Linked DNA regions of Anas platyrhynchos: region 1 is linked to region 2. The links are chromatin contacts, called in public Hi-C maps. All regions are on one chromosome and are shown on one strand. The core of a region is the stretch at or near the end of the contact, and the rest is flanking DNA. Distances in the headings are between cores, read along the strand shown.

Evidence for each region. Hi-C and Micro-C count contacts between places; a contact is called where the count stands out from the background.
Region 1: a Hi-C map of F1 follicle shows a contact between it and region 2, with 4 times the contacts expected there. The contact joins the enhancer-like site here to the promoter of CPNE8 in region 2. A contact is called at or near these places in 2 of 8 Hi-C or Micro-C datasets (F1 follicle and F5 follicle).

Annotation. Positions count from the first base shown.
Region 1 is chr1:16,125,381-16,130,211 of IASCAAS_PekinDuck_T2T, forward strand. All of the region lies in intron 2 of ALG10 (ALG10 alpha-1,2-glucosyltransferase), which reads right to left. Among named protein-coding and RNA genes, the nearest start is that of ALG10, 10 kb to the right of the region's middle. Within about 2 kb of position 2,846, at least 3 of the 8 cell types and tissues checked have an H3K27ac peak or open chromatin away from gene starts, as enhancers often do. A contact at or near this core is called in F1 follicle, where this site is marked.
Region 2 is chr1:15,931,333-15,936,032 of IASCAAS_PekinDuck_T2T, forward strand. CPNE8 (copine 8) reads left to right here and starts at 2,977. Exons shown (of 20, transcript XM_038167416.2): 1 at 2,977-3,572. The coding sequence starts at 2,992.

The DNA.
Region 1 (4,831 bases), core at 1,596-4,095, 190 kb after region 2:
AAACAAAAAGGGCTGAAGAACATTTACCCTGAGATCCATCACAGCAAAAACTACCAGAAATCTTTTAGTGCTGCTTACAGAAAGGTGTTGACTACCAGCTGATTTTGACATGCTATTTTTTTCCCTGAGTAACTGCAGACTATCAAGATTTTATAGCTGACTTTAAAGCTTTTTCTTGTTTGTTTGCTTACTCTCTGGCAAAATGACGGGCAAGAAAATTCAAGAGCATCAAGTCCTCTATTATGTATGACTTAAATAGCAAGTTGGAATCTTTGCAAGTGTTTAACATCTTTGACTCAGATTCAGTCACAAACAACTTACGTTAACTGATCTGTACCATAATTGTATGCCAAGGTTTATAGAAGCCTTAATTGCTGGCAAGATTGACATTTATTTTACAGAAAGGCTCCCTATTCACAAAGTTTTAATTATAAAGCTAGGATTTGAAAACGCAAGAGGAATGTGCCCACGAGTTTTGGTGGCAGAGTTAATTTGGTTTTAGAAATCAAAGGTTTCTTGCCAAGTTAAAATGAATAAAACAAAGCCATAAACCCTCAAGTGGACTGGCTTCATGGTTAGAGAGTAGTTAGAGCCCCATCAAGGCAATTGCAATTTGACTTAATCAAGCTAAGGAAAAGGAAAGGTGGTCTTCCAGAGCCACCCCATCATCTGGATACCTCTACTTCAAACCAGACAGGAAACAAAAAATGATGTGCTCAAATTCCACAAAGAAATCGTATCTTGAGGCAAATATAAGAAGCTTCTCAATACAACAGCAAGCTACTCATGGTACCTCTGGCTCTACAGACCAAGACAGCAGACAGCCTACCCAATTTACCTCCCTAAGCATTTAAGGAGTTCTAGGGGAAGGAAATCAGCCAAATCATTAGCTGCTTAGCCAAACCTCACATGCTGTTCCCCTTTCTCTAGCCACAGCAAAGCAGTTGTTATGGGACTTGTTAGCAAGTCTATGTTGTATTTTCTGGTATTTTTCCATTACCGTGACCTTAGAAGTCCAAAAGCAATGCTTCACCTACAAGATAATCAGCACGCTGTTCAAACTAAGGGTATCCATACAAGGTGCCATGGAGCTTGCCTTGCCTAAGTAGAGCAAGCTGTATGTATGCCTAGGTTGATGATACTGCTTCTGTACAAAACAGAACAAAACAAAACAAAACCAAGAAAAAAAAATGAAGAAAAAAAGAAGAGGTCAAAAGTGTTGTTCTGACATCAATTCTGGTGACCAAATTTGTTCACATGTTGGGAAGAAAAACAAAACAAAACAAAACACAAAGCCAGAGGAAGAACTATCTGGAAGGAAAGAGTCCTCATGGTTTTGTGGGTCAGTAGGTTAAGATATTGGTGGGTTGTGATCTGCATGTAGCAACATAAATGGAAGCGACATTGTGCATATCCAGAGGTACAAGAGGAAAATGGGGAGATCTGTCTGCACACAGATGTAGCATAAAGCCAATAACCAGAGGAAAAAAGCTTTTTTTTTTTTGCTAGTAAAAGTTATTATATCTTTGAAAAAGCTTGTCAAAGGGCATAGCGAATTCATCACTACTTGATGGCATTAAATAGAGTGTGTTTTCAGAAGATGTGCTCCATTTCAGCCACAAGATATTAAACTCTACAGGACTCATAATTTGGAAGCTAATTCCCTCTCAGTGGAAGTTGCTGGATGAAGTTCGATGGCCTACTGCCATGCATCAGCTGGATTGGGTCATTACAACGCTGCCTCCTCCGCCACCCCCTCCAAAATTTAAGCAGCGTATATTGTACAAGCAGCAATGGAGGGAGGTGGGAAATTAATAGTATTTATCTTGGAGGCAAACTTAAAGCTCCCTCCAGACATCAGAGAGCCCCAAAATCCCAAACATTATTTCTTCTTAATTCTTTAGGAAAGTGCAAGGTTTTTTTTTGGCTTTTAAGCAATGAGCTATAACTATCTCCCGTTTCAGAAAAGAATGCAGAAAATGTTTCCATCTTAGCGATAATTAACTGAACAAAACTCACTGTTGTTGAAGCAAATCTGTACCAGTATATTTTTAGCACAGACACATCCAACTCCATGCTGATTATAGTAATAATCAGCAAATAAATTCCCTTTCCTTTGACAGGCTGATGGTTCTTCTGTAGGAAGGGAACTGGACAGGGCAAGTTATTCCCCAAAATTTCTTGAGACTTTAAAAACAAGCTAACATTTCACACCGAGCTGAAAGTTTCCACGTTTAGCCAGCAGAGTGGTTATTGGGGAAATCAGCTCAAACCTTGGTCCTTCTGGCCTAACTGCTGGCTGTGAGGGCCTCCCCAGCTCACAATACACTGCCGAAACACACCAGGCTCTGGAAAGTAGGTGCCAGCAGCAGGTAGCTTTGGCAAGACGCCTGGCAGATGAATTCCCACCTTCACAGCTATCTCAGTTGACCACTGCCATAAAATCATCTCCTTGGTAATGAGAAGCATACGATGTTTTTTAACAGTGCACAAGTGCACAGAGTAAGGAATCCTATCTGAAACAAAGAAAATGTTAGGTAAAAAGCAGCCAGGCTGCTCCTGGCCAGCCCTACCGTTCTGAAGTGCCTCCTCCCACCCAGCACCAATGCTGTGGCATTTGCTCAGCACTGACCCAGAGGGCAAAATGCTCTCTCTGAAATCAGTAATATTCCTGGGCGTCTCTCCTTTGTTCTTTTCAATCTTGTCATTTAGATTCCAATTCAACCAGGCAGTGTTTTGTTTGAGATTCGACGGGAACCCAGGAAAATGCAGCACGAGTTACGTGTCTGAAATGTGCAGGTCTGAAGCAGTGCCCTAAAATTAGAGACTCTTGTCAGCGATAATCACCATAAACATTCCTTTTGCGCTGTGCAGGCACAAGATTATTTCTATGACAATACTTCTAGGACAGTTGATACGAAAACATGGAAACGTAATCTCGTTAGAGAAGATCTGAAGGTAGCTAAGGACACAAACTTCTGCAATTACAGCTTTGAAAAGATATAGTGCTACCACTAATACCAATTCATACTGATTCCAGTCAAATGCACTGTGTATTAATTTACATCTGCGTAGATCCAGGAAATAAAGCACACGCAAAGACTGTTTTCAAAGTGTTTATTTTTTTTAAGATATGACGATTTTTGCTTTATAAATACAGCGGAGTATCTGGACAACAAATGATCTGAAAACAAAAGCAACCCCTTCCCCACTACTGGCATAGGGGTGCAATTCAAGTAGGCTCGCATTTCTTGAAAACCTTAAAGTTATAGATCCACACCTAAGTACCAGAAACATCGTTTGATAAACCAATTAATTCCCAAGTTTACCAAGACCGTTCTACCAGTGATCAGGCCAGCTCCAGCAACAGGCAGCCTCTCCTTCATGTGGAGAAGACATTTTCCCTCAGGCATGGCAAACCCCTCTCCCTCACCACCACATACAAGCTTAACTGAGCTACAGAGCACTGCTCAGAGCAGCAGTGCCCCAGAGCATCCCATCCATGCCTGCTGCTGGTAGTGTTGCAACAGCAATCGGCTGTAGCAATCCTTTCCCTTTTGCTTCCTGCTCCTGAAATTCCAACTTTCCCCAGAGCTAAGGAACAGCATGAGGTCCTGAGCACACTCTGAGATTAAGCACAAAGCCCAGTGACAAAAACTCACAAATTAAGGACATTTTAGCTACAGGTTGCCAGCTAGGTTAGCATTTCTGTCTCATGGACAGATTCCTTTTGTCTGCAAAATGATGTTTGCTAGTAAAAACCAGTTCTCTGGATTCATCTAAAGCATACTTTTAAGAGTCTTGTGGGTTTCTTTCCTATAAAAGACATCTCAGCTGACGTACAAATGTCACTGACTCAAAAATAAAAGGTGTATACAACCCAACAAGGAAAGCAAAGCTTTTTTAAGGAAAGAAAACAAAAAAAACAGGGCAGTGAATAGAAACACAGAATTTGAGGTAATTGGAAGCAGTTATTTTCATGGATTCTGGCTACAGACTTTTTCATTACACAAAAAGCAGATGATGCATATAAAATGCTGTGTGTCAACTACTACAGGGCTAACAGACATTTGAACATTTGTATTTCGTATGTGCATCATCTAACAAAAAGAGCGAATATTTCAGAAAATCACCATGTGTCAGTCTCAGAAGTATAATTACTTTGCCTTCCTCAGTTTGTCCTCCAATGTATTTTTCTTATTTTAAATGGCAATTAATGGACCATATGAAGGAAATAACAATCTGTGAAAGTCGGTAATAAAACAGCAGAAGGAAACCTAACTTTCTAAGCAAGTGTAGTGTTTAAAATATTGACATCATGTCAAGAATAAGCTTTCAGATTTCATTTTTGTTATCTAAGACCTGATGTGAAAACTTGATAAATAAATAAAAATATCAAATAAAAATATCAAATACATTTTAAAGATGAGCAAAACCAGTGCTTCTTCTAAAACTTATCATACACTCTAAATTGATAATTAAAAACATGAACATTTTAGCTAAACCAGTTACTGAAACAAGCACTCAGCCATGACAGAACTCGAAGTTTTCTAATTCTCAGGAAATAGCCAAGCTAAGAAACCTGATGCTGTGATTTCAAGCAGCATTACATTAAGCAGTTGGTCACCCCAACAGGATGGCACAAGGCTGCCACCTTGCGAAAAAATGCAAACCAGCATTCAGGGAGCAAAAATCAACAGTCTGCCTCTAGACTATGGAAGACTTTCCTACAGTATTTTAACAGAAGTAATCCTTTTGGTTTACCTACTCGCAATCAAAGGAATAGGTAAAAAAAAAAAAATCTTTCAGCATGCACATATTGCTTTTGGTG
Region 2 (4,700 bases), core at 1,727-4,226:
TCACAAATTCAGACTTACTATTTTGTTTGTTACACAAATGGTTTTGTCTTAGAATCACAGTTGTTTTTTTCCATTAACACTGAAGCTCACTTCTAATCTCACTCCTATACTCTTCCACATATTCTTTCACATCTACAAAAGAGAAGAAGCCATTCTGAGTTCCTTGGCTTCCTATGGAATAGTTTGTGTTGTTTCTTTGTTTGTGTGTTTGTTTTTAGGAGTATCAAGATTGAATTACAAAGTGTTTTTCTTAAGATGTCAAGTTAATGATCTACAAGGCAGAAAGCTGACGAAGTGGAGGGGAGTAATCAGTGCTTGCATCCTGTGGCATTCGGGTTCAGTTATACTGCTGAAACCTGGAAACAGCGATGTTCTAAAGCAATTATTCAGTGTTATACATTACAGTTATTTTGGCATCTGTAGTTTGTTCATAGTTTATGCTGTAATTACTTCAAGTATGTCCTTCATTCCTAAAATTGGGTTGCACTTATTGAAATGAGATATGTAGCTGTCTGATAATTAGCAACAGATGACAATATAAAATAACAATCACAAAAGAAAGTGAGGAAAATATATCCTGCTTTCCACTACAAAATTTTTAGAGTCAATACTCTTATTCAAACGTCGATGTAGTACATACAAAAATCAGCCCTGATGTCTCTTTTACACTGTAATCTGATGGCTATTTTGTATGCAAATTCCAGATGTTGCACTAATCCTTAGGTATTGTTCAAGTCATCAGACCATACTGGCAGTTAAGAATGAGCAACACCAAGGTGCCTCTCTGGAATTAGAATAATGCATATTTAGCTGCGTCATGAGTATCTTTCAACCATCTCTTGTTTACTTTTTAGTTTCAATATTTCTGATGTATGTATCACTCTCAGTGCCTGAAAACTACGTACTTACTCTAAGCTGAAACATTAAAAGACCAAATAGCTGTGCCTTGGTAAACACAATGAGAGAACATGGGTATGTTCCCAGCAATACTGGTGATGTTATTTTTGGTAGCTCCTCCATCATTTTCATAGGATGCTCCATTTATGGAATCACAAATAATTGACTGTTTTGTAAGCAAAATAAAAGATTTAAATCAGATAACAAAAGTATAACATCATCGAACAAAACTTTCATCTAACCTCATATCCTGTCTTCAGCAGTGATCTAAAGTGCCTTAGTTGGGAAAAATATAAGATCATATTACACTCACATGTATCCTTTTAAGTTATACATGCCAATAGTTATTACAGTAGTTATATATAGCAGCAAGCTATAGTTATTATACATATTCATGCTGTTAAAGTTATTCATGCCCTTCCCGGTGGGCTCCACTAAGTTTCAATTTTTAGAGCAGATTACAAAAGAGGGAGTAACAGTAGTATAATGCTGAAAACGACTTTTAAAGTTTTCTTGAGAACTGCTCTTTAGTTTTTAGTCATCTAGCACCCTTTTCCTACTTGGCATTAGTCTTCTCAAGATATCAACTATCCCTCACCCATCCCTTCACACTGCTGTACTGAAAAAGATAATGGTGAAATAAATTTGCTTTGATTAGGATTTTCAGCTTTCAGCTTGCTGGCTTGGCTGACTGCAGACACACCCAGAACACTTGTGAAGCATGTGGTTTTCTGTCTGCACTGAGTACTTCAAGAAGGCTGATCTTAGAAGAAATACTTGGTTATACCTTATGAGAAATGACTTTGTGATCAATAACTAGACAAGACGGAAGAGAAAGAAAATTCAGGTTACACCTACCTGAAAACAAACAGGCAGAAGGTTGAGCAGGGTGTGAAGTTGGAAGTTTCTGAACAGAGATATCTGTGTTTATCTTCCTTGAGTTTCTGCCACTGAAACTCTTGCAAGGTTTCAGATGCATGCATGGGAAGTATGTGTCCTGTAAATATGACCACGTTACTGTTTTCTGTACTCACAGTGTTTAATCTGCTGGGTAGGAGTTAAGCAGGTGTCTAAATTCAAGTTCTCTCATCATCATTTTTTGATGTACTATCCAAGATCATGTATTTAACTTGAATTACATTGACAAGAATTCAGAGATGAAATTCAGAATGAACGTATTCTGACAATGTTTGTGGCTTCAGAATTACATTTGTCTTTTGCAAATAATCACACAAAACACCTTTATTTCTACTTGTAGGACCATAAACAGCCAGAGGAGTAGACATTTGTACAGGATTTGGGGTAATATCCTGTGATCCTTGACCTACTCTACATATTGTGCAACTACAGACACTGTAGTTATGTTTTATAAATACAATGTATCGTATAACTACAATGTGTGTAGTTATGTTGTGTAAATACAGACAATGATAACACAGGTGTTTAATTTGCTTTTGCCTTACTTTCCTGTCTGTGAAATGGGGATGGTATCAATTCCATCTCATCCAAGTGCTATGATGAGAAATGAATATCTAAAGCTACTAGGATGCCATGAGAATGGATGGAAATTAAACATAAAATTACATGAGAAATAAGATAATGTAACTTTTACAGTAATTGTGAAGTATTTTGTATAGATTCAGCATGGCTGAATGAGTGGTCTTTACAGACAGGCATGACCCTGCAGAAGTACACGAGGGGGTAAAATTCATGTTTGCAATGTTAGTGTAGAGAACAGCCAAGGAGAAAACACACCTTTTCCCTCTAGTATCTTGTAGCAATTGGTTTTGGACAGAAATGTGACCATAGAGTCACAGAACCATTTAGGTTGGAGATGACCTCTAAGATCGTCAAGCCCAACCACTATCCTGGCACTGCCAAGTCCACCACTAAAGCTTGTCCCTAAGCCCTACATCCACACTATTTCTGCAGACTTCCAGGGATGGTGACTCATAGAACAGAATCGCAGAATCATTAAGGTTGGAAAAGACGTCCAAGATCATCTGGTCCAACCATCCCCCTGCTACCAATGCCACCCACTACACTACGTCCCTAAGCGCTTCCCTGTGCAGCCTGCTCGGGGATAGCTCCGGAATGCCTCGCAACCCCCTCAGTGAACAAATGTCACCGAGTACCCAACCTAACCCTCCCCGGGCACCACTTGAGGTGAAATCGGTGAAACTCGGAGCGGTTTCTCCCCAAACCGGGCACCGAGCAGCCGGCAGCGGCCGCCTCAGCCGCCCCTGTCCCCGCGCCCCCTGGCGGAGAGACGGAGCCGCCACCCGATGGCGGAGCCGCCACCTCGGAGCGGAGCCGCCTCACGGCGGAGCCACCACCTCACGGCGGAGCCACCGCCCTCCGCTCCCGGCTGCAACCTCGCCGCGGCTGCCCCCGAAGTTGCTCCTCGCACCGCGTCCCCTCAGGCGGCGGCTCCCGCTGGCGGTGGCGGCGTGGCGCTGTGGGGAGGGCCGCCTGGCGCCGCCTCCCTACCTCCTTCCCTCCCTTTCTACCCTCTCCCTCCTCCATCCTCTCCCTCTCCGCGCTGCCCCATCCATGTTCGGGCTGGAGAAGCCGGCCAGGAGCGGGGGGTTCCCCAACATGGCGTCCGTGGGGGATTTTAACGCGCTCAGCTCCAGCATCCCGGCCACCAAGGTGGAGCTCTCCGTGTCCTGCAGGTGAGGCGGCGCCCGGGGGACGGTGCCCCCTCAGCGGCGGGGGGACGGGGACGGACACCGAGCCCTCGGCGGGGCTGCTGCGGGGCCCCCCCGGGGAAAAGCGGCCGCCCTGGCCCCGGTGGTCGCCTCCGGGTCCCTCCCGTGTCCCTTTCGGGTCCCTCCGGGGCCAGAGGCGAGGAGCGGGGCCGCGCCTCGCCTCCTCCAGCGGCTCCTTAACTTCTGGAGCTGTCCCAAGTGCCGCGGGTGGGGAAAGGAAAAAAACTCCCATCCGGACTGATCCCTGCGCCTATTTTTATTTTATTATTATTTTTTTTTTGGAGGCTGTCTTGCAAAAGTCTTGCGAAACCGGGAGTGTTGCCTCGGCGCGTTTTACCCCAGCGCTGCCGCTGAGAAACTAAAAATAAGAAAATGCACGCCCGAAACAGAGCGCGGTGTGTGCGGTCCCGTTCCTCAGCATTTATTTGTTTATCGGTATTTCAGCTATAACGCTGGAGGGAACAGGGCATTTTCTGTCGGAGTCTACAGTTAGTTATTTTCTACGTGTGTGTTTCCATCCACGTTTCGCAGCCCCGCTGCAAGGCTGTGAGGCAGCTCGGAGTTGGCAGCGTCCAGCAGCGGCTTTGGAGAGGTCTCGGTGTGGGTTCCTGAGGCAAGGCGAGGCAAAGTTTGTCCCGCAGCCCATCACTCCATTTTTGGAGCTGCCCCAGAGTTGCTGCTGCCAACGCTGCTGCTTGTGAGGGGAAAAAAAAAAGCTTAAATTGTCAGGCTGCTTCCTCTCCTTCCTTAGCAGATGAAGTGTGGCTCGGTGCTTTGTCAAGGCTGCATGGCAAAAGAAGGCAGAGACCCTGAGAAATGTAACACGACTGAATTTGGTATACGAAATGCATCCCTGGGCTGACAGGAACGTGCTGATGCTCAGCCCGTCTCCACAAAGTTTACTAGCAGCAAGCAGAGAAACCTTGGTCCTGGGGAAGGCATGCTGTTACGTGTAAAAGCAATCCAGGACCTTTTATATTACTGTTAGTTTTTTTTCAAATAACTTTTACATATGGCAGAGTTCTTGTGCTAGTTCTGACCCAGTTCATGTATAATGGGAGGTTATTTCCTTCCAGGTATTGTTTATATCAA